Linked DNA regions of Mus musculus: region 1 is linked to region 2. A link is a contact called in public Hi-C data. All regions are on one chromosome and are shown on one strand. Each heading gives the region's core, a stretch centred on a gene start, on an enhancer-like site or on the middle of the called end of the contact. The rest is flanking DNA. Distances are from core to core; before and after follow the strand shown.

Evidence for each region. A called contact is a pair of places that touch in the nucleus more often than the background predicts.
Region 1: a Hi-C map of the HPC-7 cell line shows a contact between it and region 2, with 4 times the contacts expected there. The contact joins two enhancer-like sites. A contact is called at or near these places in 2 of 484 Hi-C or Micro-C datasets (the HPC-7 cell line and cerebral cortex) and 3 of 115 datasets of contacts at active chromatin or transcription factors (embryonic basal ganglia, embryonic forebrain and forebrain).

What each region holds. Positions count from the first base shown.
Region 1 is chr13:28,432,252-28,435,334 of GRCm38.p6, forward strand. No RefSeq gene overlaps it. Among named protein-coding and RNA genes, the nearest start is that of Gm40841, 12 kb to the left of the region's middle. Within about 2 kb of position 1,425, at least 7 of the 459 cell types and tissues checked have an H3K27ac peak or open chromatin away from gene starts, as enhancers often do. A contact at or near this core is called in the HPC-7 cell line, where this site is marked.
Region 2 is chr13:28,837,783-28,840,688 of GRCm38.p6, forward strand. The region is part of intron 2 of 2610307P16Rik (RIKEN cDNA 2610307P16 gene); the gene reads right to left. Among named protein-coding and RNA genes, the nearest start is that of 2610307P16Rik, 46 kb to the right of the region's middle. Within about 2 kb of position 1,454, at least 45 of the 459 cell types and tissues checked have an H3K27ac peak or open chromatin away from gene starts, as enhancers often do. A contact at or near this core is called in the HPC-7 cell line, where this site is marked.

The sequences.
Region 1 (3,083 bases), core at 175-2,674, 410 kb before region 2:
CTTATTTCCTTTGGGCAAAAATACCACATCTAACCAGAAAAACTCTCTCTTCCCTCCTACTCCTGTGATCATTTCTATATCACTGTGGCCTTACAGGTACCTTACTTACACTCTGGGTTGTACTTCAATATTATCACAACAAGGTGAATTTTATTTACAATGTATTCAGTTTCATTGCTGATGCCTTTTGGCTCTTGGCCAAGGAGAGAGACTGAGGGCAGAGCAAAGTATGTGGCTATCAAGAGGACCTTGAAGGTAGGGAGCTGAGGGTCTGCCAGAGACTATTTAGTGATGTGTGTGTGAAACTTACTATATTTCTAATGCACTGTGGATTCAAAGTTGAACATGATTTATTAAAATCCTTCTGCTAGGTGCTGGCTAGGTCAGCACTTTACTGTTTTAGAAATAATATGTTGCTTTCCCTTTGAGACAAGAGCTCACTGTATAGCCCAGGCTGGCCTACAAATTGAGATAATTCTCACATCTGCCTCCCAGGGCTGCAAGTACGGGTGTGCATCACCGTCATAAGCTCCAGAAGTAAGTTTTGACTATGTAACTAGGTTATCACATAACTTGGTACATGGAGTACATATATTTCAAATAATTGTAAAACAACATTCTCCATTTGTAAACAACTTAAAACAGAAGCAGGGCATGCTGGCACATGCCTGAAATACTAGGTCGTGGGAAGTGGAAGCAAGGAGAACCAACTGTTCAAGGACAGCTCAGGACAGTCTCTGGTACATCGTAAATCTGAGGGACAGCCTGGTGGACTACAATGAGTTTCTACACACAAGTACCAGAAATTAATAAATGCAATAATAAACGTAAATAGCAGAAGAGTCACACTTGAAGGTGTGGGAGTGTAATCAGTAAAGGGACACAGCAGGTGCTTTAGGGGCCTGCTGCAGCTTATGCAGAAGCTACGTTAACTGTAAGTATAACGCCGAGACTGGATAGGGACAATCAGCTACTACTATGCTACTAAAAGACCACGTAAATAAAATGTCTCCTAATTACATATCACTATAGCCAGTGATCAGCAACTCACTTAAGAGAAGCTTCCTCTTGTCAGAAGGGAACTGACACAAAGACCGCAAACCTGGGTAATGTGCAGAGACTGAGAAATTTTGGAACACTCAGTCCTAAATGGGATGTCTTCATTAAACCCCTCCCCTCAGGGTTCAAGGAGCTATGAGGAAAAGGAGGTGACACGATTGTAAGAGCCAGAGCAGAAAGGTGACTCCAAGAAAATAGTGCCTTCCAGACACAACAGGACTGATGCAAATATGAACTCACAGAGACTGTGGCAGCATGCACAGGATATCCACAGTTTCAAGCCACACAGGGTACTAGGGCTGAGAAGGGGACATGAGCTCCCATCCCTAACCAAGAAGCTATCTGCAACTGACATCTGCTTGCCAAGAAACAGTTTTCTCCACTGGAGTCTCTCTGGGTAATTAACCACACTTAAAGGGGGCCCCCATGCCCAGCAGTAGACGGCCAACACAAAATGAACTCAGTTGTGGTTTTGTAAACTCTTCAGCCATATATTTCTTTGTTTTTATTTTCTTACTATTCTTTTTCTTATATATTATGTCTTCCAATTTTGTAGGTTTTATGGATTTTCTTTGTACATTTGTGTGTGTGTTTCCTGTGTGTTTTTTCCTTCATTTTAAAAAATCTGTAATTTTTGTATTGTTTGCTTGTTTGTTTGTTTGTTTGCTTGCTTGTTTTGTTTTTTTCGAGACAGGGTTTCTCTGTGTAGCCCTGGCTGTCCTGGAACTCACTCTGTGGACCAGGCTAGCCTTGAACTCAGAAATCTGGCCCCCTCTGCCTCCCAAGTGCTGGGATTAAAGGCGTGTTCCACCACCGCCAGGCTGCCTGTTTGGTTTTTTTTAAAGAAACAGAGAAAAGGGGTGTGGAGTTGGCTAGGTGGGAATGTGAAGAGTTGGAAAGAGCTGAGAAGCAAAAGAAAAACCTAAATCAAATAAATGCATATGGACCTCTACCTACACTCATTTTCACATAAATACATAAATAAAGACATACCCACATGCACACACACACACACACACACACACACACACATATACATAATATCAGTTAGAGGCTAGGGACCACATATGAGAAAGAACATGTAATAGTTGCCTTTCTGAGGCTGGAATAATTCAGTTGACACAATATTTCCAGTTCCATCCATTTTCTTGCAAATTTCATAATCTCATGTTTTATGAACCCTATGAAACAGAAAGAAAGAGGCATTATGGGAATGTGTGGGAGGGTGATAGATATGGGTGTGGTATGTGATGTGAAGATGAAAGAATACAAGGGAAGGAAATGTATAGTAGGAACTGGGGGTCAAGGAGGTGGGAAAAGAAGTGGGATTAATCAAAATGTAGTATGTATGAAAATACCACAAGGAAACCTATCACTTATATGCTAATTTAAAAATGAAATGAAGTTTAAATTGAATAAATAAAAACATCAAGCTTGTTAGGTATCTCTTAGCACAATTCAAAATCAGTAACAGGATAAGTAAATACATGCTAAAATTCCAAAATAAAGTACATAAAAGCAGCATGGGAAAAATACATAAAGCAAGCATAAAGATGGGTGGGAGGTATGTAGAGGATCCTCGAAAGAACTGGAAAAGAAAACGGGAGGTGAACAGTCAAGGTACATTCTGTACATGTATGAAGTTTCCAGAGAATACATCAAAATTCTACTTTTAAAAGAACTTACTCTAAACATGATGGAAACTAGACAGAGACGAGTAAATTTTATTCATTTATTCACTGGTTTGACAAATATTTAGACAGTACCTCTTATCTGTCATTGTGCTGGCTAGTTTTGTATCATCTGAAAAGAGAGAACCTCAATTGAGAAAATTCCTCCCTAAGATCTATCTATTGGGTGTTTTCTTAATTGATGTTTGGGGGAGGACCACATCCATTGTAGGGTGCTACTCCTGAGATGGTGCTATAAGAATGTAAGCTGAGGAAGCCATTAGGCAGTGCTCTCTATGGTCTCTTCATTAGCATTTGCTTCCAGGTTCCTGCCTTGTTTGAGCTCCTGTCTAC
Region 2 (2,906 bases), core at 204-2,703:
AGAGTGTGAGCAAAAAGAGCTTTAGGAGGCGAGGTCATGCGGGGCCACTGAAGTCATTCCTACATGCAGTCAGTATAACTGTGTCTGGACATTTGCACTTGTTTTATTTTCCATATTAGGATTCAAAGATCAGGATCTCCAGTGTCTTTGGTTAGCCCTCTAATGTTAATACTGAGCTATCCCATACCCAAAGAGTTGTAGGAAGAGAGGAGACTTGATTAAACCAAAGAAACTGTGTCCCAGTTCTGTCACTGTTACCACCACCACAGCCACAGTCACCACCACCACCATCACCACCATCACCACCATCACCACCATCAGGCTGGCCTGGACCTCTTAGGATCAAGTCATCCCCCACAAAGCTGGGATTGCAGGTGCCCATGTCCATGCTATCAGCCAGCAGAAATCCCCAGAGAGAACCCAGGTCTGCTACTTGACATCAAGTGAGACAGACACCTTTGTGGTAAATTTCTGGTTCACTGAACCATTTCCATTTTCAGATACAACCTGTCTGACAGAGTTGAGCACACCCAAAAGTGCCCACCATTCTAATCTTTCAGACACGCCTGCTAAGACCTTGAGCTAAAATACCCGCCACTCTCTTGCCTTCTCGAATAATGCCCTTCAACTGAGGTTGCTCAGGAATGCACTTATAGGCTGAGCATGCACAGGACTATGCTTGCCTCAAAACTGCCTTCCTGTGTAAATATTCAGAGACTCCCCAATAAAATCCCCATGTTTCCTTTGTTGGAAAAGGACATTGCTTGGGGGTGAGGGTAGGGGTGGAATCCTGGCTTCTCCTTACCTAGTACAGGCAGTAAATCTTTCCTCACTCTTTTACATCTTGACTAAGCTTGTTTGGCTCTCCACCGTCTAAGATGCGAGCCACTGTGAGGCTGTGCTGCTGACAACCTTGCTGTCAGCCCAGTGGATGCTGATATTGGACTCCTCTGCTCCCAGAACTTGGAAGAAACACGTTTCTGTTGCTTTAAGCTTCCAAAGTAGGTGGTACTTTGCTAACTCAACGACAAGATACTACTAGAGGTACACATTACATCATTAACATAAAAAAATTAACAGACTCAAGACGTAAGTATTAGGAGACAAAAGATTGATAGAATAGTCCTGGAGAAAATAAGAGCCAAGAAAGGGAAGGTTTCAAGGGGAAAGAACCAACCAGGCAGCCCAGCCTCACACCGAACTCAGTTCGCGTTCTTCTTTCAAAGCTTAACCTTCACCTCAGAGTTTTCCTTTGCTGTGAAAAGAAGTGTAAAACTGCACCTAGCAGAAGGAAACAAATGCTCGTTTGTCTCAACTGCAAATGTAGAGACACACCTCCCCCAAAAAGAAAGCCGTTAAATGTCCAAAATGATGAATGGCTACAGTTCTTCCCCTAAGACAGCAGCCAGTGGGGAAGGAAAATGGAGAAGGTGAGCTTGCTGTGCACCCAGCTGCCAGTCATCATCCCAGAAGCACCACAAGCGACGCCAGCTCACTCGCTGCCAGTGCTGGATCAGATATAACCACACTCCAGCCACAGCTCTGCAGTGCTCACCAATCACTCCCAAACCACACTCCTCCTCATTACACCTCCCCTAACCAGTTAAGTGCCCTTACAAGAAACGCTCCAGCAATGGCTGATGCACTTCTTCAAACCTGAAAAGGCATTATTAAAAGGTAAGGGCCTCTCCCAACCAAAAAAAAAAAAAAAAAAAGGAATTTCCATTAGATATTAATATCAGCAGCGAAATGCTTTATGACGAATGGCTCTTAGGGAGATTGCTTCCCCTTGGACACCCTTGTGACCCAGATCTAGTCACTGTGTATAGAATGGCGCTCTCATATTTAGCTAAAGATTGATTTAGAAAGCCCTGGGTAGTTTGGGTTGATAGAGTTATTGTTGTTTTTGTTTAGAGTCGGGATCTTCCTCTATAGCCCAGGCTGATCTCAGACTTTCTAGTCTCCTGCCTCAGTCTACTGAGTGCTGGGATGACAGGTATCCATCATACCTTACAGTCACACCCGTCACTCGTGATTTCTCAACAGCAATGAGACACTGCATCTAAACTACCCTAATAGTCTTTGGAATATAGAACAAAGAAGCATTAGCTAGAGAGGAGACAGGAACCTAGGCTCTGGGAGATCCTTCTGCCCACATGGGCAGGTGACTTTGTCCAGAGTTCCAGGGTCTTAAAGGTGGTATAGGCTGGCGAGCTAATGTTGCCGAAATGTGGGCAGGTAGGGATCCTCCACCATCTAGACAGACTCATCTGGAAGGCAGCCCAGCTTCAGAGGACTTGAACTCCTGCGACTGTTTCCTGACAGATTTTTCCAACCATCACATTACCAAAATGAAAATGTAACAGCTTGCAGCCACTGCAATATACTTAAGATGTAATAATGGAAAATGAGATGTTATTGATTGGGGAGGGAGGAGAAGTAACCACAATGGTGTCATCAAGTCAGGGAAAGAAAGAAAATGAACAGATGAATTCTTCAAGACTGAGATATAGTTGCCACCCACTACAGATGGCAGAGTTCTGTGGAGCAGTCCCCAGACAAAACAAGATACACAGGAAATATGCGACGCAGTCCTCTGAAGAATACTCCATGGCCTTTGGATCTTAAGGGAATTCCACACTCTCGAGTGCTGCACAGCTTAAACTTCTGGGCTGGATCCATTCTGCTCGCAAGAATACACACAGACTCACAGCTACCTCCCAAATGTGTGCACGGGATTTCCTTTCCATTTCCAGTGTGCAATGGATACCAGCTTCAAATGATAAACTAAGCAGTAGTTTTAGGAGAGAGAGACTAACATTAAATGTAGCAAGTCCTCGGGAAAAGAACGTGGAGATTCATCCCACATGAAGCCTTCCCTTCCCTTTTCTCTCCATTTATTTATT